2 separate regions of the Hordeum vulgare genome follow, and region 2 is linked to region 1. Evidence: chromatin contacts called from public Hi-C data. All regions are on one chromosome and are shown on one strand. Each heading gives the region's core, a stretch centred on a gene start, on an enhancer-like site or on the middle of the called end of the contact. The rest is flanking DNA. Distances are from core to core; before and after follow the strand shown. Region 1 holds the start of LOC123451755 (histone deacetylase 6). Region 2 holds the start of LOC123395203.

Evidence for each region. Hi-C and Micro-C count contacts between places; a contact is called where the count stands out from the background.
Region 2: a contact with region 1 is called in a Hi-C map of leaf, with 4 times the contacts expected there. The contact joins the promoter of LOC123395203 here to the promoter of LOC123451755 in region 1. A contact is called at or near these places in 4 of 6 Hi-C or Micro-C datasets (leaf, seedling and an unstated tissue) and 1 of 1 datasets of contacts at active chromatin or transcription factors (embryo).

The regions. Positions count from the first base shown.
Region 1 is chr5H:149,194,671-149,199,704 of MorexV3_pseudomolecules_assembly, reverse strand. It overlaps LOC123451755 (histone deacetylase 6), which reads right to left and starts at 2,875. Exons shown (of 4, transcript XM_045128287.1): 1 at 2,720-2,875; 2 at 2,432-2,625. The coding sequence starts at 2,860. LOC123451756 (40S ribosomal protein S29) reads left to right here and starts at 3,017. Exons shown (of 3, transcript XM_045128288.1): 1 at 3,017-3,162; 2 at 3,805-3,904; 3 at 4,867-5,034. The coding sequence starts at 3,101. The coding sequence ends at 4,875.
Region 2 is chr5H:149,731,340-149,736,373 of MorexV3_pseudomolecules_assembly, reverse strand. LOC123395203 reads right to left here and starts at 2,690. Exons shown (of 3, transcript XM_045090149.1): 1 at 2,430-2,690; 2 at 999-1,091; 3 at 390-908. The coding sequence starts at 1,058. The coding sequence ends at 495. It overlaps LOC123395202 (PXMP2/4 family protein 4-like), which reads left to right. Exons shown (of 4, transcript XM_045090147.1): 4 at 585-671. The coding sequence ends at 620.

The DNA.
Region 1 (5,034 bases), core at 1,626-4,125:
CCTTCGCGAAGAGCTTCGCCACGATATGTATCAAGCAGATCGGCCGATAGTCATTCAGCCTGTGGGCGTCGGCGCGCTTCGGCAGTAAGGTGAGCAGCGCTTGATTGAGCCTGTGGAATCCACGCCCTCGCAGAGCGTATAGCAGCTCGAAAACCTCAAGAATGTCGTGCTTGATGATGGTCCAGCAAGCGCGCAGGAACTCGGCGGTGAAGCCATCCGGTCCTGGCGCCTTGTGTGCGGGCATGCGCCTCACAGCCTCCCAAATCTCCTCTGGGCTGAAAGGCGCCTCGAGGCTCGTTAGGTCAGCAGGCTCAATGAGGTGCTCGAGGTATAGCGTGTGTGCTCGGTCGGTCGCGGTGCCGAGCAGCCCGCCAAAGTGATCATATGCTGCCTGGGCCATCTCGTCGTGCTCTACTAAGGTCTGCCCATCCACAAGCAGGCTGTGCACACGGTTCTTCTGACGACGGTAGGTGCATTGCCGATGGAAGAAGCTCGTGTTCGCGTCGCCGTCCTTGAGCGAGGCGAGGCGGGCACGCTGCCGGGCGATCATGCGCTCAAGCGAGGCCAAGCCCAGGTAGGACATCTTGAGCTGCTTACGCAGCCAGTCTTCCGGGGGCGTGAGTGTGCGCGTCTCCATGGCCTAATCAAAGCGCAGGATGAGTTCGCGGGAGACGGCGAGCTTGTCCCTGATGTTGCCCGTGGATTTGGCGCTCCAGCTCGTGAGGGCGCGGCCCGTGGCCTGCAAGCGCCCGACAAGCCGCCTGAAGGGGTCAGTGTCCGACACCGAGCTCCAGGCTGCAGCCACCGTGTCATGAAACCCGTCTAAGCGCATCCAGAATTCCTCAAAGTGGAAGCGCCGATGAGCCGTGGGCATGGGCGAGCAATCCAGGAGCAGGGGACAGTGGTCGGAGACGACGGATGCCAGGCAGCGGAGGTGGCACTCGCCATGGCCATCCTCCCAGTCCGCGGTGCAGAGCACCCTGTCAAGGCGCACGAGCGTAGGAGGCGACTGCTCATTGGACCACGTGAAGCGGAGCAACAAGCATGCAAGGAAGATATGGATAGACAATGTGTGACAATCTATTAATTTTTATGGTGCATCATGAAATCGTAAACAGCATTTTCAGGTGAAATGACACGGAAAACCATGCTTTGGTTATAGAAGTCATATAACAAGTATCAACAGGGAGGTGCTTTTTCATATGTCACCCATGCATAAATAAATCATTCAGTTGTAGAACAGAGTGAGGAGTAAGCCATGATGTTCACCAGGTCACTAGATGTTAGCCTGTTACTAACTTTCAACTAAGGATAACCTTCAGCCAAACATTGGTCGAAGGTACCCAATAGCATCTTCAAAACCCACAGATCCCAATAATCTAACTTTGCCATTAAGCTATCATTCAACCAAGAAAACCATATGTTGGACCTACCATAGGAAGGGGATAATCAAGCTCACTCCCCATGACATTTTCCTAATAAAAGGATATCCTATTTTGCAAACCCAACATCTCTTTCTACGAAAAGATCACATCCCAAAGTCATATTTCCATTATGTCACTTGGAAGTGATTTGAGTACTAAAAATATTGTGAATAAACAGAGGAATTGCATACCAGAATTGATGCAACAACATGAGACATATGTTGATACAGTGAGAATAATGTGAAGGAGAAATAATGAAGTGAAACTTCTAGTTAGTAATCCAAATAACCCTCATTCATAAATATTAAGGTACTTTTGTCACATCCTGAACTTGGTAAGAAATGAACCACTTCCATATCTGGCATAAATGCTTAGAATTACATAAATCCAAGCATGTCCTCTATGGGCATGACTTGATTTCTTTAGCTAAACCAGTGACCTCATGTGAGGTCCATGCTCCGCATTTAACCGAATACAAAATGATCTTTGAATTCCAATCTAACTAATCAGCAGTAGAACTGCTCATTTCAAAATCATCTAGTTGTCAACTATTTCCTGCAGACATACTACACACCCAGCACTTGAGCAGAGCATTGGAATACTATGGGATAGAGCATGATATTCTCGTCACCAAACCTTGGTGGCAACTCACATCTGATCCCACTCGGCACTTTCGTTAATGAAAGCAGTGATCTCAACCATGCATGTACATATGTCTTGCCATAACACTTTCGAGTCACAACTCAATCGCATTGTCATCAAGTATCAATCTCTTTTCCTAGTAAATTAAAGTTATCTAGTCATATTTCACCATAACTGAAGTCTGGGAACTAGGGATTGAGCCAAATAGTGCGCCACCCCGAACTAGAACCCAAGAGGCCAATAGTAATAGGGAGAGAAAAATCTAGTCCGCGGAGCGCATCAAACCGCAGCAAAGAACCCTAACAATCCGCATGTAAGGCCCAGGATCGTGAGAAAGCAAACTCGAGGAGGAGGATGGGACAAACCTAGAGCACTGAGAATCAGGCGCGGGGACGCGCGCGAGATCGTCGGCGCTGGCGGCGGGCATGGCAAGGAGGTGCGGGCAGCTGGTCCGCGCCTCCACCCACCCCGCCTCGGCGCCATAGAGTTCCAGGCCCAAATCTCCCTCATCCTCCACCTTGCGGTTGCTATCGTCGGCACCTTCCTCTCTCTCCTTCCCCTGCGACGACGAAACATTGGAGGACGCGTCAGCCGTCAGGGGAGTAAGAAGCAACACAGAGACGGTAGGTAGGGGCTGCGTCGTTCACACGGACAGGTCGTGATGAAGACGAGGGCTCTCCGGCTCCGGCGGCGGAAGACATCGTCGGCGAGGGACGCGAAGTGGAGGAGCAGGAGACGATGAAATCCTTTTTTCCCGATGATGATTTCCACAGCGAGTCGTGCAGATACAGCATATATTAAATCTGAGGCCAAAATGCTCATGATGGGCTGGGCACAAAAAGTGGCCCTCTAGGCCCGTATATGGGGCTAAGTGTTGCCCTGGGCCCAATCCAACCCGTGCCCTTTAGGGTTTACCGCGGCGTCTCCCTATATAAGCCTCTCCCGCTCGCGCCGCCGCCACCTACCTCTTCCTCATCCCACTCGCTCCTACCAACCGCCGGCGGCAGGCGAAGGCGAAGGCGCAGGCGGCGACCATGGGGCACTCCAACGTCTGGAACTCCCACCCCAAGAACTATGGGCCCGGCTCCCGCGTCTGGTAATACTTCTGCCGGCCCCTGGATCCCCTCCATCTCCTTAAAATGCCCAGCGGATAGATATAGACCAACTGTTCGGCCGGATCTGTGTGTTGGATTTTGTATTGGTTGTCTTCGCTCTTCTTGTAGTTGGCGACATATCATTCGTTCTTGGTGTGCTTCATATGGCGATTAAAATCCCGTTTGCTTATATGTCTCATGTTTAACCGTGCTAGGTTTGGTCAGGTGCTGATTAATCGGTCAGCGATTTTTCACATTTGATGACTGCTGCTACTTACTCGAGTCAATCTTTCTATGATATGCATCCATCTTGCTACGTTGTATTTTGTTGTTTATTCTCGGCGATTTAGTCCCATGAGGAATGGGCGATTAAAATCTTTTTTTTCTCAACTTTGAAAGCCGTGGTCGGGTATGGGCTTTTGCGTTTCCTTATCGTATATCTTGCTGAAACCATTCAAAGCTTCTTGTGATGTGCAACTAGCTTCACTAGAACTAGAAAAATCCTGCAAGAATTTCCTCGTAGCTTAGCTTGTTTGACTTCACAAGCACTTCTCTGGAGTACCATTCGATCCCTGATGTTATTGTCTTCAACAAGTATGCATACGAGTAATTGTACTTATCCCAACATTTGTTATTTCTGGCAGCCGGGTCTGTGGAAACTCGCATGGACTGATCAGGAAGTATGGGCTGATGTGCTGCAGGCAGTGTTTCCGCAGCAATGCCAAGGACATTGGCTTCATCAAGGTATACAACAAGAACCGTTATCATGTATCAGGAATTCTGAAATTGTCTACTCTCTACTATCCATATTAATTGTCGATACTTACTCAGAGACAACAAATATGGGTCTATAGAGTAATTATTTTGCCAGCCATGGTTCTCTTCCTATGTATATGTAGTCCTTTAGTCAACAGCTTCAAATGTCAGTTATGATTTATAATTGTTTTGGTGTTGCGTTAGTTTTAGATAGATGGTTCTCCCTTTAAAATATGTGATGCCTTATTTGCTTTCTAAAGTTTGGTGATTGATACCTATCCATATTAATTGTCTTACTCAGAGACAGCAAATATGGGTCTATGGAGTAATTATTTTGCCAGCCATGGTTCTCTTCCTATGTATATGTAGTCCTTTAGTCAACAGCTTCAAATGTCAGTTATGATTTATAATTGTTTTGGTGTTGCATTAGTTTTAGATAGATGGTTGTCCCTTTAAAATATGTGATCCCTTATTTGCTTTCTAGAGTTTGATGATCGATACCTTTTCATAGACCATTTCCAGATGAGAATGCTGCCATTTGAGTTTGCATGTTTGATTAACAAATTGATTTACTCCATAGTTCCATGGTTAGCTCTTGCAGATTTCTCTATTCTCTTGTGATTAGTTTTGCTGCTGTTTTATTACATTGAAGCTGAATTTTGTAGTCGACAATTCATTAGTGGTATGCTGTTGTATTGTGGCCTGGTCACTTCTGAAATGTGTACTTTTAAGTGGGGTTATTATTATTCATCAAATGATATAATAGCCAAGCTTTGATACCGTTGATATGCAGTGTTGAGTCTTCCACATCTAGCCTTATAGAATAAAATATTTAGTATATCAAAATTTGTAGTTAGACATACAGTAATTTTCTAATTATTGTATTATGCAGTATCAAAATATGATGTGCAGAACTAGCGATCTAATTATTGGATTATGTTTTGTTGCAGTACCGTTAATTCACCTGGTCCTGGTACCCTGAAGTGATGCTAATCAGGGTTGAAGTAATGGAACGCTTGATAGAAGGCTTAATTTTAATTCCAGTAATGTTTGCTCAGTACTCTCCGAGTGTCTTTATGTTTTGAAGGATACTTAATGATGTAATTGTTGAACATGAG
Region 2 (5,034 bases), core at 1,441-3,940, 540 kb before region 1:
TAGAGTAGTATCCACCAGGCTTTTCTAGTTTGCCTACAGTTTTGGCCAGGCATTTCTGTATGGATGATAGAATGACACTAGGCATTTCTCCTATCTTTCTGAAGTTTGTCATATCGCACTTCGAAACACAAGCAGTTTTTACCAAATTGTCTGTGCCCAGTTATGCAGATGTTAGGTAAAATTGTTCTTGACCCTAAGATAAAGTGGACAAGGCAGGGTTTACGCTTGAAGATCTCTACATACAATGCAACTTTTGTTAGCAGATACTTATGTACATCTCCCTCCCTTGTATGCAGAAAGGAGACGATTACACAGTTCGTTCACTTTTTCTTGACGTTGGTTTCTTTTAAATATTTTTGTCGTATTTTTTTGTAGATGTGAATGATGACTTTCTATTGATGGCATTCCTCTGGTTGCAACGAATTAGTTTCTGATGTACATATAATAATGCATATGCTTCTGTGTAGACACTCAAGCCACCCGTAGCTAAGCCATCAAGCCATCTTCAAACTTAAACATTGGTAGAGCCAAGGAGACTGCGTGAGCTGATCATCATGCCTCTTGCTCTCATGTTGAAACCTCAGGTTTACACTGGACTCGGGGAATCGCTGCTGCCCTGACTCTGATTCAGCAGAAGTCGATGATGTCACTGTTCCTCCAGACTCAGAGTTGGATGTCATCTCTTGCTTCCTCGTGTCACCCCCAGTTGCCAGTGTCAGCTCCAGGTTGAAGTCCTCGATGAAAGGAGCGGTCTTCTCGCCCGAGTCGACGTACCATTGTGGTCGATCTGTATCCAGCATCTGTTCTGTTTGAGTATCTTCTCTTGCCTGAGCTGGGCTCATCTTAACAGCCTGCATCTCCTTCATCAGTCGCTTCTGAACCTCGTATACGCGATGCAGCTCGTGAACCTGCTTTCAACGAAAAACAGACCGTTCAAGACTTCCACTAATGTACAGTAGATAGAAGATGTCACCACTTCTAACCAGACATTGGTTTACCTGTTGTCTGAATATGTGCTCTTGCCTCAGGATGGCCATCTTCATATGTTTCTTCTCCATCTCTCACCAACCCACACGAAATATCAGCTTCACCTGTTTCATCAGAGCCTGACACATGAGCACCAAAAGTTTTTCTCCCAACAATAGCAAGACACTGCATATGCATTGCAATAATTGGAGCTTTGTTTATGTGCTGGTTACGTGTCTGCTTGTCGTGAATTATCTCCTACCTTGAGATGGGGACACTCTCATGTGTAGCTTCTGAATGATTGTACTTCTCTATAGCTCTGTACAAGTTCTATTATTCTCCACATAGGATAGGAGTATCCAGCTTAGCCATTTTGCCAATTAATAAGTTATATACTTGTGTAAATGAGTATCCTATGCAAGCATAAATAAATGCTATGGTGGTGTGTGACCTAACGCATTAATCAGTTTATCTGTGACCATGTGCACTGGTCTATTACAGGGAAATAACATGGGGGAGACCAGCTTGTTTTTTCTGTCGAGAAATGTTATATAAAAGTTTGGTATTTTCCTTGTGAATTAGCTGAGAGTTTTAGAGCAATAAGGCGTATATCATGAATACTACTCCCTCTGTTCACTTTTGTAAAACGTTTTAGACATTTAAGACGTCTTACAAAAGTGAACGGAGGGAGTATCGTATATCATATATATGAAGGTAACAGAAACTGTGTAGATCATATATATGAAGGTAACATAAACCGTGTACGTCGGTCAGGCAATTAGGACAGCTAAGATCTTGAGTTCGTGGAGGCAACAGTGGTAAGGAGCATTTTTAGGTCTGATGATCTTAAAGTTGGTATGCCTGCACAATTCTAATTTTGGCTCCTAATATACTTGATTTACAAAACTATTTAGGATTTCCTATCTGTGCCTTGCAAAGTAACCCAAACTCCATTAGCCTTTCATTTCAGTTTAACATGGCGATTGAACATCGACAGAAATTCTCACACCCATCCCTGCCCAAATAGAAACCTACCAGCTCTAAACTGTAGTACCATTTGATTCTTTGAGGTAGAATTATAGAAGATGTGAGATAATTCTGCATCTCCATTCCTTTCTCTACGTGCTTGCATGCCGTTATGCTTCCCGAGAGAAACTAGTAAACAGTTTCAACACAGATGTCAGCTCTGAAAAGATCAGAGCGCCCTAAAACGACAGGAGGAAGGCAAACATAAACATGCCATTGCACTTTCTCAAGGCTGAGCATCAGCACCTTCCTTTGCTCATGGAATTACAAAAAATGAAGAAGAGAAAGAATGAAGGACCAATCAAAGGACCGTGGTTCGCAAACTTTAAAGATATTATTATCATGTCCCATGAAAGCTAGCTGAATTGCATAACTTCCAATACAAGAACCATAGGGGATGAACAAGCTAAGAAAAGAGGGAGGAAGTACCAAGAGACCTTTGCTCACCTCTGCCAAGGAGTCCTGTTTCTGAATTCTTCTCTTGTGAACAAGGTAAGGCACTCTCTCTCTTTTCTCCCCCAAGAAGATCTCTCTTGCTAGCTACTTCTAGGCCAAGGTCCAAACCTTTTTGGTTCTGTTAAGAAGCAACAGGTTGGCATGTATCAAATCTGGTGAGGCAGGGAGGGGAGGGAGGGGATTTAAGATTCTCTCCTGTCATTAGTTCTACTGTCATGGTGGGGCCTTGTGGCCATGCCAAACAAACCCAAGTCGGTTAGGCCAATGGAGTTCATGCATGATAAAGGAGCCAAAGATGCTCCTATGTAGGTAGTGCCAAGAAAAGGATAGGACCAAGATAACAAGCCCCAGCTATTAATATTCTCATCTACAGCACCAATAATCCGACGTGCGGCCCCCTCCCACGCTACATCGTGCAAGATTTCCGTTGTCGAATTGCACGAATCGATATGTTTATGGCACGACGGATCTTGTTCATGTTACGACAAGTGTGGGTTTCTTTAGTCTCAAGTTTATTTGATTGCTGGTGTGTTCTCAGTGGGGTTGTGGAGCTTTTGTTGGTGTATTAGAATGTTTTTTTTTTGTGTGTGGATCACTACATCATAGGGTTCAGTGAACAGACAGCTAGGCATGTCATGTTTTAGATCTCACATACTCTCATGTGCACTGGATTAAGATTATCATCGCCACTTGTCACAGCTCATAGATATAATCTTTCATTACTGTCGTGCAAAGTCGGAACATATGCCCTAGCATCACATGAAAAGAAAAGGAGTATAAAAAGGTCCCCAACTGATTGCCAGTGCCACAACAGAAGGAAATACAGTAATAAGCAGTAGAAAACCCATCATTTTTACAGGGTTGGTTACTTTCTTACTGCCAAAGGGGCAAGCGAAGACTTATTAACCGCAAGGCAGGATCTTTTTTCCTACAGATCCAACAATGAATCCTGACGAGATTCAGAATTCAAGTGTGGATCTTGTGTTGGCTCATATGCTGCTCAAGATTGGGCAGTGTGATTGGATAGCGAGTTATGTGGGAGTGGTTGGTAACAATAACATGTATTGGTCCCGGTCCCCCTCAGGAAGGATATGTGAGGCCTGCAACGCAAGCAAACTGTTCACTCCCATTCCAAGGATTTTGACAAGTCAGGGCCTGAAGATCCAAGAGCTGCATGATTAGTTCAACACACATGGTGTCAGCCCTGTCGCTGTCCATCTAATTGCCACCCGATGCATGTCCCCGTCACCTCCCCCAGAGGATTAGCTGGATTTGTTAGACTTGTCCTCTGGGTTAGTAGATGCATGATTTTGTTTGAGTGAGGTGATTGGGTGCTTATGCCCACAATCTTCTTTGCCTGCATTTGTTGGAGATCAAAATCCCAGTCATCTTTGTTTTACTCCCTTTGTCTCATAATATAAGAACGTTTTTTAAAAAACATCAGTGTCAAAAACGCTTTTATATTATGAAACAAATGGAGTAGTTGTTAGCACTTTATTTCAGATAGACATTTGAGGATGGCGAAGGAAAAGAGACCTCCCGATCTGTTTTTTATGGATTGGCGATTTTCTCCCAACAGACCTCCACTACTCCTCCCGCTCACCCTACCGATGTACTCCCTCCGTTCATGCATATAAATCTTTCTAGACGTTTCACTAGTAAACCATATACGGTTGTATATAAACATATTTTAGATTGTAGATTCACTTATTTTACTTCGTATGTAGATCCCTAGTGAAATCATAAAAAAAGTTTATATTTAAGAACCGAAGGAGTAGCAAGCACGGTTTGCCTGTGCTCGTGGTGGGTGCCGCCGCCACGGCCAAGGAGGAGGGGCGGTACATGGAGGCAATTTTTTGTGTTTTAACCTTTTGGACAAAGAGAATACAGTTTTGACCTCCGTTTGAAAATAATTTCAAATCTGACCTCTTTACGTGATGCCAATGTTCCTGGCATCTGGGTTGCACTGGAAACGCCAGGGACCATGACGTCTGGTACGAGACTACGTGATCGGTTGACCTGCTGAGTTTCTGACGTGGCATGGTACCATACGTCATGGACCCTGGCGTTTGTTAGCAGATCACACTTTTTTTAATAATGTGTGCCACGCCACCCAGACGCCAGGACCCTTGGCGTTTGGTACGAGACGCCAGGGTCCTTGGCGTCTGGTCCTGGACTAGACGCCAGAGTCCCTGGCGTTTGGTACCATGCCACATCAAAAACTTAACGGATCAACCGGTCATACCATCCCATACCAGAAGTGAGGGACCTTGGCGTCTCGCATGCAAACCAGACGTTAGGGATGTTGGCGTCAGAAAAAGAGGCTAGATTGTTTTTTTTTAAAGCGAAGTCAATTCTGCATTTTCTTTGCTCTATGGTTAAAACAGAAAAATTATCCGTACATGGAGGATGACAGATTCGGTAGTGCTGACTACTGCATCTGGAGGAGGAAGATGGTCTATGGTGGGAAGATGTCCCACCTATCCTCTAGCGTAATTTCGACCTGATGTGGAGTACAATGCTGACGCAATTACCGAAAGATCCGTCCTCAACATTATATTTGGAACACCTAGGTTCATATAATGT